Regions from separate parts of the Mus musculus genome. Here region 2 is linked to region 1. The links are chromatin contacts, called in public promoter capture Hi-C maps. All regions are on one chromosome and are shown on one strand. The core of a region is the stretch at or near the end of the contact, and the rest is flanking DNA. Distances in the headings are between cores, read along the strand shown.

The links. Promoter capture Hi-C pulls out the DNA fragments that hold promoters and counts their contacts.
Region 2: a promoter capture Hi-C map of pre-B cells shows a contact between it and region 1, with 9 times the contacts expected there. The contact joins the promoter of Mrps28 here to the promoter of Pex2 in region 1. A contact is called at or near these places in 1 of 39 promoter capture datasets (pre-B cells) and 1 of 115 datasets of contacts at active chromatin or transcription factors (astrocytes).

The regions. Positions count from the first base shown.
Region 1 is chr3:5,574,965-5,580,432 of GRCm38.p6, forward strand. Pex2 (peroxisomal biogenesis factor 2) reads right to left here and starts at 1,284. Exons shown (of 4, transcript NM_001267715.1): 1 at 1,074-1,284.
Region 2 is chr3:8,921,952-8,926,956 of GRCm38.p6, forward strand. It overlaps Mrps28 (mitochondrial ribosomal protein S28), which reads right to left and starts at 1,906. Exons shown (of 3, transcript NM_025434.3): 1 at 1,636-1,906. The coding sequence starts at 1,845. Gm52601 (a long non-coding RNA gene) reads right to left here and starts at 1,621. Exons shown (of 2, transcript XR_003954436.1): 1 at 1,523-1,621; 2 at 1-432. It overlaps Tpd52 (tumor protein D52), which reads right to left. Exons shown (of 6, transcript NM_001025262.2): 6 at 4,579-5,005.

The DNA.
Region 1 (5,468 bases), core at 34-2,533:
CTTGCTTTGTCTCTCCTCTGCATGGCTTCAGGAAATTTCTACAAAAGTTCTTTTATGGAACAATTTTAAAGCCACAGATTGAGTGCTACCTCTAATTACTAAAGAAGAGAATTAGTCCAAAAGGTAGAGCTGGGCAGAAGCAAACTATAATCAAGACTAGAACTTAATTCTTTTCATGTTAGTGGCCTAGTATGCTCAGTTTCTTTACTTTTTAAAGAAAAAAAAGGGGGAGGGTCTTTTTTCCTACTAATTCTGACTCATTTTTCAATTCTCCTCATTCTGGATACAAGTAATTGATAGTACAAAAAGGATCAAGACAGTAACAGAAAGAAGCTACTCCAAATCCATTCTGTTCAGGTTTAACTAAAGGCCACACATTCCTGGAGGGTGTTTTGACTACAAACTGGTAAGGGTCGGGATGGGGGTCCTTAGTCATACACCAATTATCTAAAATAATCAAGATGAAAAATGTGGCAAAGGGTCCCACAGAATATTTGAAACCGATAGTCTGGGAAAGTTTCAATCCGTGAAAAGTTCTTTTGCTAAGTGTTGCTGTGTGAAAAATGGCACGTGAATAAACTACTGAACCAACAAAGACTTTTAAGGACTCCCCACAAAGAAGAGAAATGATTATAACATTCCTTATAGCAAACCAATGGATTGCAATGTAAGTCAGAAACTAACTTGTAAGAAAACCTTCCATAACTCTTGCCACGAAGACCAAGAATGGGCTGTTGGAAACGTTGAAAGTCCAAAACACTGAAAAACTCATAAACTACAAGAGATTCTTATTTAAGAGTTAAAGCACTCAATCTAGTACTGTTCTAAAGGCGAGGAGGCGCTTTCCGGGCTGTCTGCAGCGTCGCCGCGGGGCGTGCAGAGGCAGAAGCGTTGTCTGCGTGACAGCGTTAAACTAGAGGAAAACTAGGCGTCTGGCTTGCTTTACCGCCTTTGCGGAACCGAGACAGACTGAGCCACCGCGGCCTGCAGCCAAGGCAAGCTTCGCGACGCCGTCCTCGCAGAGCGTGCGGCCCGCGCGCCCTACGGCGGGGCGGCTGCGAGCGGACACTGACCTGCGGGGTCTGCGGGACGCCCGGGCGCCGCACGGCCGTTTCTCAAACAATCTCCGGAAAGCTGGGCATTCCGTGGCCGCATCTGGGTCGCCCTCACTTCCGGAATCTGCGGGCTTCCGGAGCGACGGAAGACCCGGAAGTGGCTGAAGAGAGAGCGGGGAATTACACCCAGAAGCAACACCGGGTCTGAGGAAAGCCGGATAAGGCCTGGCCACGGAAAATGCCGAGGAGCCGAAGGGACGAAGAGACGAAGGGACGAAGGGACGAAGGGAAGAGACGCCCAAGAGGACACTCCACGCACTGGGATTGGTCCGCAAAGCTGCCTCTGATTGGCAGAAGCGTCACCGAGCGGTCAGCGCGGGGTCAGGGCCGGGCGTGAAGAGGCTTTGCTGTCCCGGCCCAGAGGGAGGTCTGGGCTCTGCGGGCAGGCTCTGGGCCCAAGGACGCCGCTGACGGCCGCTGGACAAGTGCCGCCGGCTGGCGACCCGGCGCCTGCGCACCTGAGGGCCGGGGACTGACCTTGGGTCCTCCCGGTTGTCGGTCTGACCTTGTCCCCAGATGTGTGGCAGCACACTAGGTCCCCATCGGGCAGCCACTGGGGCAGAGGCTGCAGGCCACCCGATGGGAGGCAGGCCAGTGACAAGGAGCTAGAATGGCCTTGGCTGGGTGGGTTGGTCGGGAGGTACTTAGGAAATCAGGTAGAGCCTACCGAAGTTGTAAAGTCTTTTTAATGCTACCAACCCCGCCTGCATCCCCAGGCTCGTGGAGGTAGTGATACAAAAATACAATTGTCTCCAATGCCCCAAAACTTTTCATTGTATTTTGTTTCAGAAATTACCCAGAGCATCAGAGTTCTGTGCATGACACATGGACAGCATAAAGGAGGCGGTAATAAGAACCTCAGAATCATGCACTCAGTACAATTCTGATTCTTTGTTTTTTGTTTTTTAAATAATGTGTGTTTTTAAAAAAACAAAACAAACAAAAAAACCTTAGTATCTGGAGTATATTAAAGGAGAACTTGGGAGCAAAATTGGGTGGAAGACAAAGAAAGCAAACAAATCCCTTTTTAACAAGTAACCTGACAGTGTAGAAAACACTGTAGGAGGAGCTCCAGTTTGCTACAGTAGGTATGGAATACAGATAGGGACTGCAGGGATGTGTCTAGAGATGCACCAGTATACCCACCCCATGGTGACCACTATCTTCTTGTGATTGGTTTGAAATACAGCCTACTCTAACTGTAAGGTATGGACACGATTCTAAGACAGCTTAAAGGGATACAAAATACTCATCAATTTGATGCATTGGCCATTATATTGAAAGTGTTCCAAAAAATTTAAAGTAATGGGGTTCCTATTATTATGTAGGGAGCTGTTGTTCAAAATAGTGAATTCTCTTTGAAGAGCAAGGCTTTGACTTAGTTGTGTAGGAAGGTAGCCCAAGGTAGGCTGTGATAGACTGTTTAGGTTTTGGTGTTTTTTGCTTTTGATACGGGCTTTTGCAATGTAGCTCTATGGTTGGCCTCAAAGCACTTCTGTCTCAGCTGCTATGTGCTGGGAAGACAACTGCATATTTTCTTGCCTAGTTCACTTGATTTTTATGAGGACAAAGGTGAAATTAAAAAAAAATAAAATAAAAATGGGACCAGGGAGAAGGCTCAGGAATGAAGGTACTTTCTGCCAAGCAGAAGGGACAAATTTCATCCTAGATACTCAAATGGAAAGATCACCTGCTCTTGAATCCTTCACTATGTCTCCCCCATATAAGCACATGCACACACACAATAGCAATTACATATAAACAAACACATCACACACATGTGCACACACAATAATGGCTAGAGAAGACATTTTCAGAAAGCATCTCTAGTTCAAAGAGTTTTAGTAGGTCTCATGAACACACATCACAGTATCTCCATAACAAAGATCCCAGCTGCACGAGAAATTTGAATTATATTAGATGATTCTTAAGAATGCCAGGAAGCATAGCATTTAAAATTACTGCTGAAAATATTTAAAATCAGGATATATTTATATAGTGTACTTCATTAATCTTTGTAGTGAGCTAGTAGTTTCAGAAAACTTGTTTTTATTATTTTAAAACTTGCCTTAAAAACATATCCACTCATTTATTGAACAAAAACCTGAGCTGGGCTTTATTCCTGGGCCAGGAATATTGCTAGACAGTGTTAATGAGAAAAAAAGCCAAAGAGAAGACAGAGATGGCCTATTTCTAGGAGCTAATAAGGACCTGTTTGGTCACTATGAAGATAATAAGCAAGGCATATCATATTTTGCATTTGTAAATTCAACACATTAATATTTTAACCAAGAATTATTCTTACAGATGTACAAAGGATCTTATGAAGACTTGACTGTGGTCTTTTAAGAAGTACTGAAAAAATTAATATATTTCATTTACTATGAGAATTTAAAGAAGAAAAAATTGATTAATCTTTTACCTTTAAAGTACAAAGAAAATAATGGCATCCTATATCCTCCTTTTGCCTTTTAGTGGTTTTTAGGCTCTAAAGAATTTACCAATAAAAATGTTAAGAACACATTGATTTATGCCTCTAACATATTTTTAAATTGCTGACTTTAAGAAGGTAAATTTATATTAGCATATTACATTATTCTTAAATCAATATAATTGGGTCTTTTAAGAAAAAGTTGATTGTACAATCTTTTAATGTTAGTGTTGCTGCTGTAAAGAATTTCTGTGAAGTTAACACCTCAAACCAACACTTATTTTTATATCTTAAGATGGGCCTCAGTGCACTAAAATCAAGGTGTCTGCAGGCCCTGGTTTTTCTCTGAAGCTCAGCGGAGGAGTGTGGGCCCTTTGCTCACTGGTTGTTTAGTAGTTTGCTATTTGCTGATGTCAGGTTGATGTTTCTCTCTCTCTCTCTCTCTCTCTCTCTCTCTCTCTCTCCTTCTCCTTTCTTCCTTTCCTTTTCCTTCCTTTACTCTCCTCCCCTCCTCTTCCTTCTGTTCCATTTTTTTCCCTAACTTTTGTTAGCAGAGGACTTATACAATGCCTAGATACCACCCACAGTCTGTATTTGGAGGCTATCTTCCTCTATCTTAGAAGCAGGGGGTGAGGCCCTCAGCTATTCTTTCCCCATTCCAGGCTTACATCTCCCTAGTCACTGGTTTTACAAAAACACATTTGATTGTTGTCTTAGGGTTTTACTGCTGTGAACAGATACCATTGACCAAGGCAAGTCTCACAAGGACATCATTTAATTGGGACTGGCTTACAGGTTCAGAGGTTCAGTCAATTATCATCAAGGCAGGAACATGTCGAATCCAGGCAGATAATGGTGCAGGAGGAGCTGAGAGTTCTACATCTTCATCTGAAGGCTGCTAACAGAATACTGACTTCCAGGCAGCTCGGATGATGATCTTATAGCCCACTCCTACAGTGACACACCTACTCCAACAAAGCCACACCTAGTCTAATAGGGCCACACCTTCTAATTGTGGCATTCCCTGAGTCATGCATATACAAACCATCACATTCCACTTTCAGGCCCCCATAGGCTTGTTCAAAGCTTCTCATAGGCTCTCTTCATAGTGCTAAGCCTCAATTCCATTGCCCGACTCCTTCAGTCCTGGCCCAACTAAAACTGAGGCTGCACCTTCACTAATGGTCTTCCAAAGCCTCAAACAGTGCCAAGCCTTAGCAATTCTTTATGACCCCTTCATGCCTTCAAAACCAGTATCCCTGGATGACTCTTACACATTACCAAATACAGCTGCAGAATAAGTTACAACCTTGGCTATATCTGGAACACAGATCCTTTGTGCTCCCAGAAAACTTCCCAGAAGATTTCATCTCAGTGATGCTGGTATCTTCTTAATCACTGCTAATTCTAAGCTCCAGCTAATCAGCATCAATTTTTCTCAGTAGTCCCCTTCTCCTCTTAAATATAAAGCCAGAGAAAAATGGCCGAAGCTGCCAAGTTCTGCTGTTTGCAGGAGCTGAAACATGGCCCCTTGTTTTATTATATTATCACTAGCTTCCTCTTTTTCAACTCCTTCGCTACCTAAGCTTGGCTGTCCTGGATCTTACTTTGTAGATTAACCTTGAAATCTGCATGCCCATTTCCTGGGATTAACAGTGAATCACCATGCCTGGATTTAAGCTTTTCTTCACCTAGAACTTTCTCTGTCTCAGGCTGACCTCGAATTCAAGAGATCTGCTTGACATGGAATTAAAGTGTGTATCACTGTGCCAAATCTAAACCTATCTGGGTATGATCTCGTCCCAAAGTCCCACTCCCTTAATTTGTTATCCCCTTGAACACAGGATTCAGCTCCATTTCACTTCCTGGTACCCCTCTAATACTTGAACCATATATTTTATATTTTTTATTTCTCAGGTTGC
Region 2 (5,005 bases), core at 656-3,155, 3.3 Mb after region 1:
AGTCTTCACCCTTATGTTTTAAAGTTAGTCTACAGGCTTCTAAAAGAGAAATATAAACACCAACCCAGCCACAAACCCTTTGATCTAAAATGGTGTCCTGTCTGCAAGATATGCTGGTATTACAAAGCTTGTGGAGTAACCAACCAATATCTGGTTTGACTTATGAAACCCATTCCGAACACTGCTTGAGGGACCTCGGGTAAATCCAAATACTACTGTTCTTAAAAAAGAAAAACAATGTACCAATAAAATTATTCTTAATACGATTCTGTATGCTCATAGATCAGTGTCTTGCTCAGTCATCATCAGAGAAGCTTCCTCCTGCAGCAGTTGGGAACTCATACAGACGCCCTCAGCCAGACAGTATTCAGAGGTGGAACATCCTGTCCTAACAGGGATGTCTCCATCATATCCCTCCACTCAGTGTGAGCCCTAAAGAAGAGGAGATGGGAATGGTATAAGAGCCAAAAGGTTGTGGAAGACACCAAGAGAACAAGGCTCTCTAAATCAACATGAACAAAGCTGGCAGAGACTGGAAAGCACTCACAGGGCTTGCACCAGGCCTACCCCAGGTCCTCTAAAGTGTGTCGCGGCTTCCAGCTTCTATGGGACTCCTGAGTGTGTGCACAAGTGCCTGTATTTCCTCCACCTCTCTTGAGCTCTTTAAATTCTATTTGTTTTGTCCAATTCTAATATGTTAAGTTTTTGTTATCTTTTTATATTTTCATTTTCTTATTTTAAAAGAACTCCTAGTGCCCTATAAGTAAAAATTTGTGTTTTAAGCCACTACATGTGGCAAAAATCTCAAAACTATGTCCTGGGGTCCTTCCCATCACTAGATCAAAGAAAAGTTTTGGCACTCAAAACTAAGATGACCCTACAATCCTGAGAAATAGCTACATGTGTACTGTTCAGCAATACCCACTAGAGAACAAAAACTGGAAATTCAGATTTTTCTTATATAACCCAACCTCATGTATACCCGAGTCTCAGAATTTTTAAAAATCCCAGCCTTTTGTATTTGCACTACTTCATGTATCTAAATTATTTTACAATGTTTTACACAAAGGGGGAAAAAACTATATTTTTAAAATAAAAGGTCACTTGCAATAAAGGAAAGTGAAACACTGACAGTTTAAATCATACGCCCAGTTCACAATAGCTTTAAGTGTCAATTCAATTAAGATGCTTGTGACAGGCCTCGAGCCGCCTTGTGGCAAGGCTAAGACCTGGAGTCGTTTTCCTCCAAGTCTGACGGGTCGCCCCACAAACCCGATGGATACCTGGCCCAGAATGTGTCACAAAGGTATGCAGAGAGAACCCACAGGAGCGTAAAAGCCATGGAAAAGGAAGAAAATATTAATCACACGCTCTGCTGCAGGTCAAGGGTAGAAAGCTACCCCCGCCGCTCCAGTCGCTCCTCTCCTCATCCCTAAGTCACCGGCATAGCCCATGACAAGAAGGACAGAATTCACCCCCAACCCACGCTGGCCCCTCCCTGGAGTCGCCGCCTGAGCCCCACCCCAACACCGACGGGCTCCCGCCCCACCACGCCGGCTCCTCCCAGCGTCCCGGGCTTAGCCCCTCCCCACGCTCGGCCCGGCGTGCGGACGTGGCGCCGCGAGGCCTGCTTACCAGTCGGAGCTCCGCCTTCCGCTGCAAGTCCGAGTGTCGCTCCAGAGCGCTCGCGAAGCCGCCTGAACGCGCCCGAGGAGCGGAGGAGTCGTGGGTTGCGCTCTCGGAACCACTCTCCGTGCTTGCATTTCGCAAAGGCTTGGAGAAGACAAGCGCTCTCAAGAAACGGCTCCCAGCAGTCCCGGCGTGGGACCTACACAGCGCCGCCATGACGCCTGCGCGACCTCTGACCTCTTCTGCACGCTTGCAGGTCAGGGGGCGGGCCGAGGAGAGCCCCGCCTACCGCCTTAATCCCAGGCGAGCCTACTAGTCCGGTAGTTTAAAGCTTGCCTCCCGCGGACGCCAGAGAGCGCATGCCTCCTGAGGGACGGGGTGACGCTACAGCTGCTGTACTACACGGTCTTCAGAGGTCTCCTTCGTTATCCTGTTAGAGTTGGAAGCCCTATGCTCACCAGCACCTCCTGTGCCTTCGTTACTCAGCACTTTCGAATGCGTCATGCTTTAGATTTGAAATAATTCTTAGTGTTCACCCTCCAGTTTTGTAAACTCCAGGAAGGAAGGAGAGATTGCCTTTGCAAATGGGCACAAAGTTGTTCCTAAAACTGATGGTAGGTCTGTCCTTGGCCACTTCTGTTGCCAGTCACATGCATTACAAAACCCAACAGAAGTTTTATCCTAGCTAGCTACCATCATTTCCTGTGAATTAAGCTTCAGAAATATGCTCAGGCGTAGCACTTCCACGCTCCCATACCCAAACACTTGATATTGTTTGTTTCTCCCCAGTGTAAATCCCCAGAATTTGTCCATCCACTTAAGAATCGAACCTAGTTGCAAAAGTGTTTGCCTTTTAAGTGGACCACTAGTCTAATCAATGTAATGTTAACCTACAGATTACTAAATCCAAGGGCGGGTGTCAGTTTTCTATGTCATTTGTACATAAATATCTTTTTTCCCCTTATCGAGGTCTCATGTAACCCATACTGGCCTTGAGCTCACTGCGTAGTTGAGGGTGACCCTCATCATCTGACCCTCCTGCTTCTCCCTGAATGATGGGACTTTACAAGTACTGTCACTACCAGGGCCAGGACAGAACCTCTTTTATGTCTTTGACTCTTAGTGTAAGTCTTCCTCAATGCTGCAGGTCTATTTTGACCTTAGAATGATGCATAGTTTTGTGGATAACTTACCACTCCGCATTACTAGTCACTGTAGGGAGTATCTCACAAATTCAGTAGGAGCCTGAAAAGTAGATTCCGCTTCAAGTGAGATCTCATTCTGCATACGCTCATTTCTGCTGACACTTAAGTGGATTCTTGTCGAAAATGTCAATCTCTATGGCTACTACCACTTTCAGTTCCTTTCGGAAACAGTGTAGCAAATTGTAGAGCTCCCTTTAAGAGCCCTCAGCAGTCTCAAGTAAGGAACTTTCATCCTGGGCAATCCAGTATCCCCGTGCAGATTTGGTTTTTCTGCTTGGGAAAGCAAGCTGCTCAGCAGTGCCAAGTTTAAAGAACTGCTTTGCAAACTTAAACTGTATCACTTCCAGTGCTTGTCTGGCATGGCAAGGCCCTAGGTTCAATCTTCAGGATAAACCCTCCATCTGGATGAACAGAACAAATGAAGTCCCATCTTTAAATCCAACAGACATGTTATATTCGTGTTGCCTAAGCTAGTGAATAACCCTGAAAGCCAGGCAGCGCCATGGGGAGGGGCTCTTAGTCTTCCTAGTGATATATGTACGCTCAGTGGACTCGTCTTGAAGCTCCCAACTTAAGAAGTATCAAATGAAATTAGAAAAGTGAGGATTCACAGGGCAGTGGTGATATACAACTTGAATTCTATCCCTCAAGAGGAAGAGGCAGAGGAATGTCTCGGAGTTTGAAGCCAGCCTGGTCTACAGAGCATCTTCAAGGCCAGCCAGGGCTATACAGCAAAATCCTGTCTCAAAATTACTTAAGAGAAGAAGAGGAGAGAGGAAGGAGGAGGGAGGAAGGAGAGAGTGGAGATTCATAGCAAACCATTTTAATTGGAATTTCTTTATACAGTGGATTGTGCTCATCTGAGAAGCCATAGGTTGTCAATAAAAAGCCTAACACCAGGTTTGGGACACCTCCCCTCAAGCTGATGGTCAGGGTTTTCCTGGAGACACCTGGCACAATACAGACAACTGTCCCTGCACTTGTTTGCATATCAGGACAGGGCAGTAAAACTCTGCTGAAGACACTATACATTCTGGTCACAGACTATGAAGAAACCAAGTTGGCCCACAAAACTTGGTTGGTACTCTCAGTGTACTAGGACATGCTGTGTGGGCTGAAATCATCAGCTGTGAACCCTGTGAACTCGAATAACAACCAGCATGGCAGAAGATGACCAGGGGTACAGTGTTGGCATGAATGCTATGAGAGTAAGCAAACACTTCTTGGACTTTTAAGGCCTACTCCACAGGAGATGGAACCAATCCAGTTACTGCAGATCTGGCCAAAAACTATGATTTTGCTAAACAGATATACTATCAAGCTGCCCTATAAATTCCTCTCTACTCACAGGTGAGTGCAGCTCGAAGGCCTCACCAGCAAAGTTTCTTTGTGCAGTGGATGGTAGTTAACACAGAAACAACTGGTCCAAGTTGCACAGCCTGTGGAGAGCTCCACCACAAATGGCCACAAATCCACATCACCACTCCATCATCCCAAGGCTCAGGGACCATCCTGGAGGAGCTGGTACAAAGATTATTAAGACCCAGTGGTCAGAGAGGACCAAAGCGCAAGTGCTTTCTGCAATGACAGGATCCCTACAATCATGAACTCTCAGCAGCTGTGTTGCCTGAGTGGGACCTGCCAGATCAAGACAATCGAGCTTCTAAATAGACTGGGAAGTAGCTCGTGAGCCCCACCCAACTGAATGGTTCAAAATCCGATAAATGACAGCACAAATTAGAATGGATTATTAAAGTTTATTGCTGGGGGTAGGGAGGTAGAAGCAGATCAGGGAAGTAGTTAAGGGGGAAAGTTAGTGCATATGATTAAAACATATGCAATCCTCAAAGATACTTACTTTTCAAACTGAAGTAACGAGGAGATGGGAATTTTGAGCTGGGAGTCAACCTGCACTAAGTAATGAGATCCTGTCTCAAAACAGTGTGTGGTGGGGCATGCATGTGATCCCTGTCTCTGGCAGATGGAGGTAGGATGGTCAGGGCTTCAAGGTCACCCTTTGCTACATAGCAAGATGGACAGCTTGAACTGTGTGAGACTGCCTCAGAAATAAATAAATGAATGAATGAACAAATGGATAAATGGATGAATGAAATAAAACCAAGTGAGTCAACAAGAGGGATGAGTCTGCAGGACTCTTGCCTACACAGGCA